2 separate regions of the Mus musculus genome follow, and region 2 is linked to region 1. A link is a contact called in public ChIA-PET data. All regions are on one chromosome and are shown on one strand. The core of a region is the stretch at or near the end of the contact, and the rest is flanking DNA. Distances in the headings are between cores, read along the strand shown. Region 1 overlaps Nomo1 (nodal modulator 1). Region 2 has its middle 5.1 kb from the start of Kcnc1.

Region 1 (6,232 bases), core at 3,511-6,010:
CTCGGGTCCTGGGAACCTGCCTGCTGCGTGTGAGTCTTGCTGGGATGATCAGGCTTCTCCCTGCAGGTTCAGCATCTGTGGTCAGATCGCCATCGTCCGCTCCCCCGACACCATCAAGCAGATGAGTAAATACAGAGTGGTCCTGTCCTCCCAAGACAAGGACAAGGCTTTGCTCACTGTGGACAGCGATGCCCATGGATCATTTTGCTTTAAAGCAAAACCAGGGGCCTACAAAGTCCAGGTACATGATGGGTTTGGTTTATAGTGTCGGAGGGCTGGGAAGGCTGGGAAGTGGCTCAGGCAATAGAATGACTGCTGATAAGGCTCTCTCATCCCCAGAGTCCATATGAAAAGCCAGATGTGCTGGCAGGAGCTCGTCATTCCAGGGCTGGGCAGGCAGAGACAGGCTGGTCCCTGGGTTCACTGGCCAGCCAGACTTGCTTACTGGAGTAAGCTCCAGGCCAGTGAGAGATTCCATCTAATTTTGAACAAGCTAGATAGCTTCTGAGCAAACAACACCCAAGGTGGTCTCTGGTCTCCATACACTCACATGCCCACCGGCCCCCAAACTGAAAGAGCAAGGGTTTTCCAGAGTGTTAGGAGCTATAGCGGGGCACAAGGAGCCTTTCATTTCCTTCCTCCTGATGTCCAGCTGATCTCACAGCCCATGGATGCTGTGAACAGAGAGGCCTGCCCTTTCTCACTGGCTGTAGGTGCAGGGTTGGGAGTGAGCTCTTGTACCTCCCTGGGCTCTGGCTGCTCTAGGATGTCCATGAGGCCAAGAACAGAGCAAAGCTAGCTCTTGAAGCTTCTGAGAGCCTGAAGGCCAGGGAGGAGCCCTGACTCCAGGACAGCTAACAGGCCTAGGGAGCCTGCCCAATCAGGCAGAGAAGCAGGGCAGCCCCTGGCCTGGAGTTTCCCCACAAGGGAGTTGCCCTGAGCGCAGCTGGGCTGAGCGACAACACAGCCAGAAGTTTGCCCTGTTCACCTTCTGGTGCAGTGGCCCTGTCCTCTTTGGATAGACCATGTATCTGTAGCTGACAGGGCTTGCCAATCAAATCAGCCCTGCTCCCAGCTCTAGGGAGGGAGGCCTAGGAGTGTCCCCTAAGCGTGGGTCCTCTAGAGTGAGCCCTTCCTTCTGTAGGAACAAGTGGAGATGGGCCGTCACCGGCACAACTTGTCTGAAGGTAGCCACAGTGGCATCCTGCAGAGATTCCATCAGATGTTGGAGTTGGGCAATTCCTTACTGCTGGTAAAATAGGGGACGTCTGTCCTGTCACTCAGAGAAAAGGGAGCCAGGTGTGATGGCTCATATCTGCAGGCCCAGCCCTGGGGAGGCTGAAACAGGACTGTGAAGTTCAGGCTAGCCCGGGCCACGTAGTCTCTGTCTTAAAGCAACGCACAAGAAAATAAGTACAGGCTGGAGAGATGATGGCTCAGCAGTTAAGAGCACTGACTGTTCTTCCAGAGGTCTTGAGTTCAATTCCTAGCAACCTCATGGTGGCTCACAACCATATGTAATGGGGTCTGATGCCCTCTTCTGGTGTGTCTGAAGACAGCTACAGTGTACTCACATACATAAAATAAATAAAATCGTAAAAAAGGAAAAGAAAAAGAAAAGTACATGGAAAAAGAGTGAGCTAATTCTGCAGGCGCCTCGGGAGGCATCAGACACAGCCTCTCTCTGAGACTTGGTTTCACACAGCCCAGGCTGACTCGGGCCTTGGGTGTTCCTTGTGCCTCGGCCTCCTGAATGTGGATTGCAGGCTGGTGCTGCTGTGCCCGGCTAGGACTGTGTTACTATAAAAATATTACTTCTTAGGTTTGCTGTGATTACAACCTTCACCCTTCACTGTCTGCTTAGCTTGAGGCTCAGGTGAAGCTTCTAGCACCTCGTAGGCCGAGGGAGAGCTGTTCCCTGCAACCTCTAGTGTAGCAGTTCTCAACCTGTGGGCCTGTGGGCTGTGACCTCTTTGGGGTTGAGTGACCCTCTCACAGGGGCCACCTAAGACCATTGGAAAATGCAGATACTTGCATTATGATTCATAACAGCAGCAGAATTACGGTTGTGAGGTAGCAACAAGAGTAAGTTATGGTTGGGGACGCCACACCGTGAGGAAGGCTGAGACGCCCTGCTCCAGTGTCTCGTGTGCTCACAGGTGGTGGTACCCGAGGCTGAGACCAGAGCAGGGCTGATGTTGAAGCCGCAGGTATTCCCCCTCACTGTGACCAACAGGCCTGTGATGGATGTGGCCTTCGTGCAGTTTCTGGCATCGGTTTCCGGGAAAGTCTCCTGTCTGGGTAAGGTATCAACTGCACGTGAGAGCCTCTAGTTCAGAGTGGGCAGTGGGAGGAGCTGGGCCCAGGCGGTTCTGAAGGGGGTGGAGAGAAAGGTGGTCTGTCCCATCCTGTCTTGGTAGGTCTGCAGGGGCTGAGCAGAGGTGTAGAGGAGGGCCCGACCCCCTGCCAGGGCGTCACTGCCTGCTGCTGACCACAGCCTCGGGGTGCTGGGAACTGGGTCACTCACTGTACCGAGCTTAGGAAGCGGGGCCTCCAGGGCTTGACGCTCAGGCTAAGCACTCAGAAGCTTGTAGGGTTTGCGATGGCAGTCAAGTGAGGTCCTCCGGTCTCTCCTCTACAGATACCTGCGGTGACCTGTTGGTGACCCTGCAGTCCCTGAGCCGCCAGGGTGAGAAACGCAGCCTCCAGCTCTCAGGCAAAGTCAACTCCATGACTTTCACCTTTGACAAAGTTCTGCCTGGGAGATACAAAAGTAAGATGGGGCCTGATACTCTCAGGAGCTCGCTCTCCCAAGCCTGCTCCTCTGTGGGCTTACTGTAGGCCTCTCCTAGGGAACTCTGTCCCAGGACCTTACCTGCCAAGTTAGCTCCTTTGTCACAGAGGTTCTGCCCTGCATGTGCTCTGGGACGGTGCCTGGCAAAAACTGTTTTATTTCTAAATGCCAGAAGGAGCACGATAGTTCTGTTCTCATGTCTGCCACTTAGGCCTAGCTAGAGTGACCTTGCCCAGTCATTCTTTCTCCTCCCCTGACCGATACCTTACCCTTGAAACGGTACAGTGGCCTTTCTCAAGGAGAGACTAAGAGGCAGAGCACAGGGCCTGGTCGGCAGGGCAGGGCCCCACGCTGGTGCCCTTCCTGCCCTCGGTAAGCCAGCTCTTGCCTCTGTTTTGAAGAGCAGCTTGCAGCTGGTGGCAGGGACTAGACTTCTACCTAGTGAGGTAGACTTTTCTCTTGGGGGCTTGTGTTTCTCTGTCTCAGAAAGAGCTGGCTGCCTGTTTCTTTAGTTTCACAGAGTCCTGACGTGCCCATGAGCTCGTATGACTGTTGCTGCTCACAGTTCCCTGGCAGAGTCCAGAAGCCCAGACCCGCAAAGCTGACTAGAATCCGGGTGCCGGGCGGGCGGAGGAGGGAGAGTCTTTTGAGTCAAGGAGTTTGAAATTTGCCAAAACAACAACAAAAGTCAGACAATTTACAAAAAGTGTAGCGGCCCATGAATATCTTGTAACCTGGCATCTTCTGCCTAGATGGATTTCCTTATTTGTGGTGACAGTGGCCACTGATGTCAGTTTTTCTTTGGCAGCGACCTGCCCTGAACATTGCTTCCTGCTTAGGTATTTTTATGTAAAGTGTATTTTCTTTTTAGACAGGGTACTGAGCTGAGGAAGCGGGGCCTCCAGGGCTTGACGCTCGGGCTAAGCACTCAGAAACTTGTAGGGTTTGCGATGGCGGTCAAGTGAGGTCCTCCGGTCTCTCTACAGATACCTGCGGTGACAGGCTGGCTTTGAACTCTTAATCCTTGTACTTCAGCCTTCAGAGTACTAGGATTAAAGTGCACAATTCTGTGTTTAGTACATGTGTACTCCTCTGCAGCTAGCTAGCAGGTCCCCAGTTGCTCAGTGCTGCAGGCCCCTAGTTGCCCGGCACCGTGAGGCCCCAGCCCCATGTGTTGGCTTTGCAGTAAGCATCATGCATGAGGACTGGTGCTGGAGGAACAAGAGTCTGGAAGTGGAAGTGCTGGAGGACGACGTGTCTGCGGTGGAGTTCAGGCAGACCGGTTACATGCTGCGCTGCGCACTCTCACACGCCATCACTCTGGTATGTGCTGCTTCTGAGGGACCTCAGAGAGAGTGCCCAGCGGGGCGGGCAAGACAGCTCAGCCTCAGAGAGAGGGCCCAGCGGGGCAGGCAAGACGGCTCAGCCTCAGAGAGAGTGCCCAGCGGGGCGGGCAAGACGGCTCAGCCTCAGAGAGAGTGCCCAGCGGGGCGGGCAAGACGGCTCAGCCTCAAATCCTGCAAGTTACCCTCTGGTCTACACACACACACACACACACACACACACACACACACACAGAGAGAGAGAGAGAGAATGAGAGAGAGAGAGAGAGAGAGAGGGAGAGAGAGAGAGAGAGAGAGAAGTAAATGGCTTATAGCAATTGCTGGAGCCTGGCACAGCAAGAGTGTAATGACAGTTAAGCCAAGTTCCCTTTTCTACCCTGGGTTCCCACCTGCCAGGGAAGGCATCCTCAGCCTGCAGTGTTACAGGTCCTCCTCAGCCCGTGGGCAGCTGGGCAGCTCGGTGTGGTGCGGTGCGGCTGCGTGGTCTTGTCTCTTCCTGCCGCGTTGGGATCACAGTGCCCGCTCCTCAGGCTGTGGGAGGTCAGCAAGCTGTGCTGTGTGTAGCATTTCTGTGGTGTGCCCAGTACACTGTTGACTAGTGCAGCTGAGTTCTCTAGGCTGCTTCCTGTGGGCAGAGCGCACTCACTCGCTTCTTCTCTTGTTTTCCTTTTATTTTCGTTTTGCAGTTCTGTGGACCAAACCCAGGGTTTCAGACATGCTGGGCCAACGGTTACTGCTGAGTTGTATGTCTGGTCCTTAAACCATTTTTAAAGTTATTATTATTTTGTTGTTGTTGTTTTTTGGTTTTTGTTTTGTTTGTTTGTTTTTGAGATCAGCTTTCTCTATTATGTAGCCCTGATTGTCCTGGAACTCACCATGTAGACCAGGCTGGCTCAAAACTTAGCAGATCCAAATGCCTTGCCCTCCCTAGTGCTGGGATTAAAGAGGGCGGAACCGCAGCTGGCCTAGATTATTGTTTTTTTTTCTTTTGTGTATGTGGGTGTTGTGCCTATGTGTGTCTGTATTACCTGTGTGCTGTGTTTGTGGAAGCCAGATGTGGGCATGGATCCTCTAGGGCTGGAGTTACTAATGGCTGTGAGTCTCCACGGAGGAATCAGAACCAGGTTCTCGGGAAGAGCAGCCAGTGCTCTTAACTGCCCAGCCCCCTCCCACCTTTTCTCTTTCTGGTTTTGAGGCTGAGTTGTGCTGCATTGCCCAGGCTGGCCTCGCACTTTCTGTCGCCCGCTTCCCTCAGTGGAGTGCAGGCCAGTGCCTGTCTGCTTGGCCGCAGGCACGGGGGCTTCAGGGATGATCTCTGTCGTTCCTTAGGGGTAGGAGCAAATGTCATTGTTGGATCCCACCAGAGAGCTGGGCGGATGGCAACAGCATGGCTGCTTGTGACACTGGTAGGACCCGAGCCGGTGTCTCCAAGGCCAGGCTGCTGCCTCAGCTGCTACAAACCCCGAAGTACCCTTTTTATTCCAGGGATGGGTTGCTGTACAGTCAAGAGTCAGCTAACAGACACCCCTCCCCCTAAGCCCTGTAGATTTCTGCTCTCTCTAGACTATGTCTGAACTGTGTAAGGAAGGCTGCCTTTCCTCCCTGTGCACTGGTCCCCAGGGCCCCAGTGGCACTTGTTTCTCAGTCCTAGCTGAGCTGCTTGTCTCTGCTGCGCTGGCCTTTCACATGTGCATCCCTGTGCCCGAGGAGCTGAGCCTTCTTCACCATTGAGGCCCAGCTACTGTTTCCTCCCAAGACGGGGGCCCAAGGTTAGGGCCCCAGAGCTCCGGAACACTTCTCTGTGGCGGGTGGCCCCTCTGCTCACTGCCTTGGCCTCTCTGCTTTACATTCTGTCTGAAACCACTGATTTCCCAAATTAAAAGGTCACTCTGCCCTCCTCAAGGGTCCTGACCTGAGTCTGACCCAGAGCAGCCACTCTGTACACAGGAGCTGACTGAGTGCAAATAGCACATTTCAGTCATAAGTTTTTGAAGGTTTGCAGTTTTCTTGTGGCACCCAGTTGTTTACATGAATAATGGGCCAACATGATGGCTAGTTCAGAAATGGAAATCTTTTTTTTTTTTTTTTAATGTAG
Region 2 (6,448 bases), core at 429-2,928, 330 kb after region 1:
TTTCACATGTGCACACACACACACACACACACACACACACACCAAATAAATAAATGTAATAAATATTTTGAGAATGGCATATTTATTTTTTGAAATTCAACTGAAGCTTTTTAGAAAAAGAAAAACAAATATTACAAAGTAGAACTTTTTTGGTTTTTGGTTTAAAGATTATTTATTTTATATGAGAACACCATTGCTCTCTTCAGACACACCAGAAGAGGGCATCAAATCCCAATACAGATGGTTGTGAGCCACCATGTGGTTCCTGGGAATTGAACTCATGACCTCTGGAAGAGCAGTCGGTGCTCTTAACTTTTGAGCCATCTCTCCAGCCCACAAAGTAGAACTTTTACAGATAACCAATCAGAGACCATTCATCTGAGCTTTGTCTTAGCATTGACTATTTATAGGCTCCTGGTCACCTGATCATTTATTGTCTGCCATTGTTTTATTAAGATATAACTCATGAAGATGGAGAAATAGCTCAGGAGTTGAGAACACTGGCTGTTCTTGCAGAGGACTCAAGTTAGGTTCCCAGAACCCACATGATGGCACACAACCATCCTTAACTCCTCGAGAGCTAATGGTCTCTCTGGCCTCTACAGGTACTGAGTACATGTGGTGTACACACATACATTCATACACACATGCAGAAAATGCTCAGATACATCCACTAAAATAAATAAATCTTAAAAGTATTTTTAAAGATAAAATTCACATGATATAAAATCCACCTCTTCAGGTGGTGCACATTTGTACGCAAGAAGGTGAAGCAGGAAGATTGCCGTAAGACTGAAGCCAGCCTGGGCTACAGCATGAGACTGTCTTTAAAAAAAATAGTGAATAAATAGATAAATTAAAAACAATAGTAAAGTTCATATTTTAGTGGCTTGTGCCACAGCCATTACCACTGTCTAATTCTAGAACATTCTATTATTCTCTAAGAAACCAGTGACCAGAAGCAGTCCGTCCCCACACTCCTCCGTCCCCCGGCCCTGGATACCACCAGCCTATCCCCATGGTCTTGCCTGTTTGGGGGGACATTTCATATGAATAGAATCACCTAATGTGTGGCCTTTTGTGTATGGCGTCTCTCCTTCAGCAAGTTTCTAATGTTTATCCACATACATGTTAGGACATGACTACCATGTATGAATAGAGTTCTGTCATATGGGGATATCGTATTTCATCTGTTCATCAGTTGATGGACATTGAGCTACTTCCAACTCTAAACCTTTGTGAACAGTGGCACTGTGAACAGCATGAGGCTTTGTATATAAAAGTATAGTTCCAGTTCTCTTGGGTCTATATCTGCCGTGGCCAGTCTTACCAGCTTCAGGGATTTTGAACCACATAAGAGAACGCCCCCCTGGGCATGTCTGTGAGAGTTTCCAGGAGGGCTCAGCTGAGGTAGGAAGGTCACCTTGAATGTGGGTGTCACTATTCCAATGCTGGGGTCCCAGAATAGGAAGGAGGCACACAGAGGCTCTGTCTGTCTGTCTCCGCCCCACACCTGAATGCAGAGACAGTGTGACCAAACACCTCATGCTCCTGCCGCACAATTGCGAGCCCACACAAAGGGTTAGGTTGCTTTGGCCAGGTGGTTTGAATAATGAATGTAACACCTAAAACTGGTATCTTCAATACCACATCCCTGACAACACATATTATTGCCTGTGTTGTTGCAACTGTCATAGAGAATATAGTATAGTACTAAATGTGGTTTTAACTAACGGTGTTTACTCTTTCCACGTCTGACTTTAAGGCCATTTCCACATCCTCTTTCCGGTGTGGTCATGCAAATCACTTGCCCTCGTTTAAAACCAGGTTGTGCGAGGAGAGTTCTTTCTACGTTATCCACACACACACACACACACACACACACACACACACACACACCCCAGTCAGCTAAGTAGCCTGCAGGTAGCTGTCTTGTCCTGCTGTTTTTACATTTTTTTGAATTTTTATTTCCTTTGAAGCACAAATTTCTCTTTTCAGTGAAACTCAACTTTTGCTTGTGCTTTTATATCATAAGAAGAAAACATTTCCTACCTGGAGTTTGAGAACCATATAGTTTTAGGTCTTGCATTTTGGAAGCTGATCCACTCTTTTTAAAAAACAAAACAAAACAAAACAAAACAAAACAAAACAAAACACTGCCTGCTTGGGACCGGGATCCCAATTTGCTTTGCTTCGTGTAGATTTCCAGTTGGTCCAGCTTCATTTCTTGAAAAGGCCATTTTTCCTGTAGGCTGTCCTGACACTCTTGCCAAAAAACAATTACCCATAATTCCATGGGTTTACTTCTGGCTGCCCAGTTCCTCTTCGTTGGTTTATGTACTAATCCTTACACTGGGACAGAACAATTTGGATACCAGAAACTTAGTAGTCAGTTTCAAAATCGGGAGGTCTGAGTCCTCCAGGTTCAAAATTCTTCAGAACTGGGTAGGGGGTTCTGTTTGCTTTCTTTTTGTTTTTATCCAGTGTCAAGCATAGTGGTATACAACTTCAGTGCCGGCTTCTTGGACGTGGAGCCCTGGATGGCACAGTGAGATGCTATCCCAAAGGGGAAGGGGAAGTACTGCTTTGTGTATTCTGGACTGTGCCTTTAAGTGGTGCCACCCACTTGTTGGGAAACTGTCACCTGGGTGGAGATTTAAAGCTGTTACTTGGTGCATATAAAAAGTTCCCCAGGGAGGAATAGGGAGGTTGTTCATTGTAAGTCCATCTAAAATTCAGGGCTGTGGTAACTGAATATGACTCCCCACAACTGCCAGTAAATGTGACCGCTGGGTTGTTCTTTGCTTGTTTGTTTGTTTGTCTGAATGTAACAGCTTCTGAGTAAATAGGACTGACTGGCATATTGCTAGACAAATAGTGAGTGTAAGGCTTTTAGAACTGTCAAGATGGCTCAGCAGGTAGAGGCTCTCACTGCCAAGCCTGAGGCCAGAGTTTAACCCTTAGGAGCTACATGGTAGATCATACAAGCTGTCCTCTGACCTCCATGTACATGCCATGATCTCTCTCTCTCCCTCTCTCATTTGTGTGTGTGCATGTGTGCTTACATGTGTGTATGTGCACAAATGCATGTATATGCATGTGTCTATGTGCATGTGTGTCTGTGTATGTCTGTGTCTGTGTGCATGTGTGTCTGTGTGTGTCTGTGTGTGTCTGTGTGTGCCTGTGTCTGTATGTGTCCATGTGCATACACATATGAGAGAGAGAGGGAGGGTTTTTAAGAAACAAAGCTTTGCCCTGGATTTACAAATGTTGGTGGCACCTATCAGCTTTCAAAAGATTTAAATCATCCTGATTTTTTCCTATGTAAATAAATATTCCCTTTAATCTCCAATTTTCTATTGTTTTGCCATTTTTAAAAGTGTAACTTTCAAAAAGTTTTGGCTTCAGGTCCACCCAATGACGCCTGGACCTGCCCCTCCACAACTGCTGTCCAGTCCACCTTCAAGCTGATAGACACCCAGCACTCACTAGTGTGCCACAAAGCACCCCACAGAGGACCTCAGCTGCACTGCAGAGGCCCCTGTCCTGTGCTGCTCACATCCTCCTCTGCACAGTGCTCTCCTGACCATCTTCATGTGGCATCCAGGGAGCAGAGGGAGTTCCATGTGAAGTCTATAATGATGGATGCTGTTGTCATGGGTGCAGTCGTGACAAAAACCAAGGCCATGGACCCAACTGCAGTTTCTCTCTCCTGCATGTTTACAACCCAAGAGAGCTCACGTAGAGAGACTTCATAAAGATCAGCTAGCCACTTCCCCTCTACCGTACCCAACAGACAGGATGAGGTCCTGGGTTGCCAGCAGTAGCATCAGAGTGCACACTCCCTTATATGGACCCCAGATTTCCTGTGCATGTGTCTATGCCCGGCCCTTTCTCTATTTCCTTGATTTCCTTGCTGACCCCACTCAGGGTTCAAGCAGTAAGTTGACCTCATCATCCCCGCTCAAAATCTCATCCTTAGAGGCAGCAAGAAGGGGAAGGGGATCCTTTCCCTCCCAAAGGCTAAGCTCAAGGAGGCCTGATCGCCTGTCCCCCAACCATGCTGGTGTTCTCTGGCTGTGGACCAGCAGGAATCTAGGAGAGAGAGAAGGAACTGGAGCTGGTCTAAAAGATGGGATGGGGTTAATCCTGAGAGAAGGGGGAAGCAGGGATAAACATAGAATACTAACTCATTAAAAACACAGAAGGCAGCAGTGGTCTCACATAGATGTGGAAGCACAGCCTGGAGAAGGGAGGTGACTGCTGTATGCAGCCAGTGAGCTGCAAAACAATGTTTGCAACCAAACCTGCCTAGGAATTTTTACGCCTCTAGGGACAGCTTGTGAAGACTGTCGACCATAGTGTCCAACCTGTGGCCCATGGGTAACAGGATAGATGTGAATGAGACACAACACAAACATCCTAAATTCACTTAAAATGTTCTAGGATTTGTGTGTGTGTGTGTGTGTGTGTGTGTGTGTGTGTGTGTGTGTGTACTGCATGGCTCTGGAGTAGGGATGTCACACAAAATAAAATCATGTATACTCCAGTAACCCGCAGCCTGTGATTAGACACAATATTACATGTGTAGCCCAATATAGATAATGCTTCATCTTATGTGATTGAGAGAAACCAAGACAGATTGATGGACATTCATGTTACATGTTTTTGATGGCCATGGCTAGGAACGTAGCTTCTAATGGCATCTAGTGAATAGAAAGAACCTGTTATCCTGCCTATTATAAGAGCACAGCATCACAGGTTCTCTGGTGCAGTGTCTTCAGTATAGAAGTTGAAAGGCCCTGGTCTTATCTCTCTCACACACACACATACACTCACGCATGCACGCGCGCGCGCGCGGACACACACACACACACACACACACACACACACACACACGCAGGGTTCTTCACCTTAGCTCTTTTCTGCTTTTCTCTGGAGCCTCTGTCTCACTGTAAGAAGCAGCAGCTGCAGGCAGCTCAGCCCAACACCATAGTCACCATCCAAGCTATAAACCAGTAGTCAAGGTCATCAATTACCCACAGTGTCACTTCTAGCCCCTGGGTTTGCTCCCTGTTGCCCACTAGAGGGAGTTCTGACTCGGGAAGAGGACACCTGCCAGCTCCAGGACCCATCATCCCAGCAGGTAGCCAGAAGCTGTTCAGCTGGCCAGTGTAGGTTAGATTCCAGGCCCCGCCACAAGATGGCAGTCCAACCCACCAGGAACACAGAAGCTTCTGACCCTGGGAGAGCAACAGAAACCCTGTGCCAACCTGGACAAAAGCCTGAGGGGCTGGACTTGGGCCAGTTCCTGATCCCAGCAGGTGTGCAAGTGCCAGGTGTGACAACATAGGCACAGCTTGCCTTCAGGTACCCCTCACATTTTTCTACTTCCCATCCAGCCCAGTTCTTCCTTTGAGCGGAGCTATTCCCACACGGGGTGGGGGGTCAGGGGTAGTGTCTTTCCACATCCCAGCACTTCTACTTCTTCAGCTTGAACCAGAAACATCCCAGAGAGCATAGGAGTTAAGGATGCAGAGACAAGAGCTAATCCCATCTAGTGATAAGTCTCTGAAGCACGGGGGAGTTGAGTAGCTTTCTTGAGGTCACAGTTAGTCAGAGATGGGACACTAGAGACTAGAACCCAGGCAGTCTATTCTAGTTCTTGCTCAGAACCCTGAGACATGACGGATCATCCTCAACCAGCCACAGCTACCACAGATAATTTTGTGGGGGGGGGGGGGACGGGGACTGTAAGCCTTCCCTTGTGAAGGGGCAGGCAGCTATACTGTGGATGGCTGAAAGGCAGGAAGGGGTGAGGTTTTAGCATTTCTGCGGAAGAGGCTGGGCTTGATCAGCAATCCCCACCCCCGCCCCCTTGCAACCTCGATTCTCTGTTCCTTGTTTTATTTTTTTCCCCCTGTGCTTTCATCTTGGTTTTTCTGGGCTTTCTGTGAATGTCAGCCTTCTCTTGGTGTGAAGGGGAGGTGAGAGAAGGGACGGTTTATGCCCTGCTTGGGGTACAGAAGAGGGAGCGCTCCTTGAAGCCTAGGACCAGGGGGTGTCATCAGAGATCAAAGTGGGACTCTGAAAGTGGGGCACTTCGGGGAGGGTTCCCCCATCTGAGCCCAGCCTGCTTAGCTCTCGGACTGTGCTGTGACCCCTTTCCCATGCTCTCTCCCTCCAGCCCTGGCACAGCCATGTTTTTCTGGCACATCCTCCAGAGTTAGAGTCTTCGGTACCCAACTTTCTCCACCGGAAGATTTTTCTCTGTCCCTCCAAGACCTGATCTTTTCTCCGTCTGCTTTCTCCCATGCCCAGGTCCCACCATAGTGCCCACTGCTCCTCACCATGGAGTAGAGTCTGACTGGAGCTTAGTGCCTACCTCTCAGAGGTTCTTGGTAAGTCCTCACTCAAGACTCAGTCTCAGTTAAAGAGTCTAGACATC

What was found. ChIA-PET counts read pairs in DNA pulled down with a chosen protein or histone mark.
Region 2: an RNA polymerase II ChIA-PET map of memory CD8 T cells shows a contact between it and region 1, with 15 read pairs. The contact joins two enhancer-like sites. A contact is called at or near these places in 1 of 39 promoter capture datasets (hippocampal neurons) and 2 of 115 datasets of contacts at active chromatin or transcription factors (large pre-B cells and memory CD8 T cells).

Annotation. Positions count from the first base shown.
Region 1 is chr7:46,054,436-46,060,667 of GRCm38.p6, forward strand. It overlaps Nomo1 (nodal modulator 1), which reads left to right. Exons shown (of 31, transcript NM_153057.4): 12 at 67-241; 13 at 2,160-2,301; 14 at 2,642-2,773; 15 at 3,981-4,117. Among named protein-coding and RNA genes, the nearest start is that of Gm39010, 16 kb to the left of the region's middle. Within about 2 kb of position 4,761, at least 109 of the 459 cell types and tissues checked have an H3K27ac peak or open chromatin away from gene starts, as enhancers often do. A contact at or near this core is called in memory CD8 T cells, where this site is marked.
Region 2 is chr7:46,388,128-46,394,575 of GRCm38.p6, forward strand. No RefSeq gene overlaps it. Among named protein-coding and RNA genes, the nearest start is that of Kcnc1, 5.1 kb to the right of the region's middle. Within about 2 kb of position 1,679, at least 61 of the 459 cell types and tissues checked have an H3K27ac peak or open chromatin away from gene starts, as enhancers often do. A contact at or near this core is called in memory CD8 T cells, where this site is marked.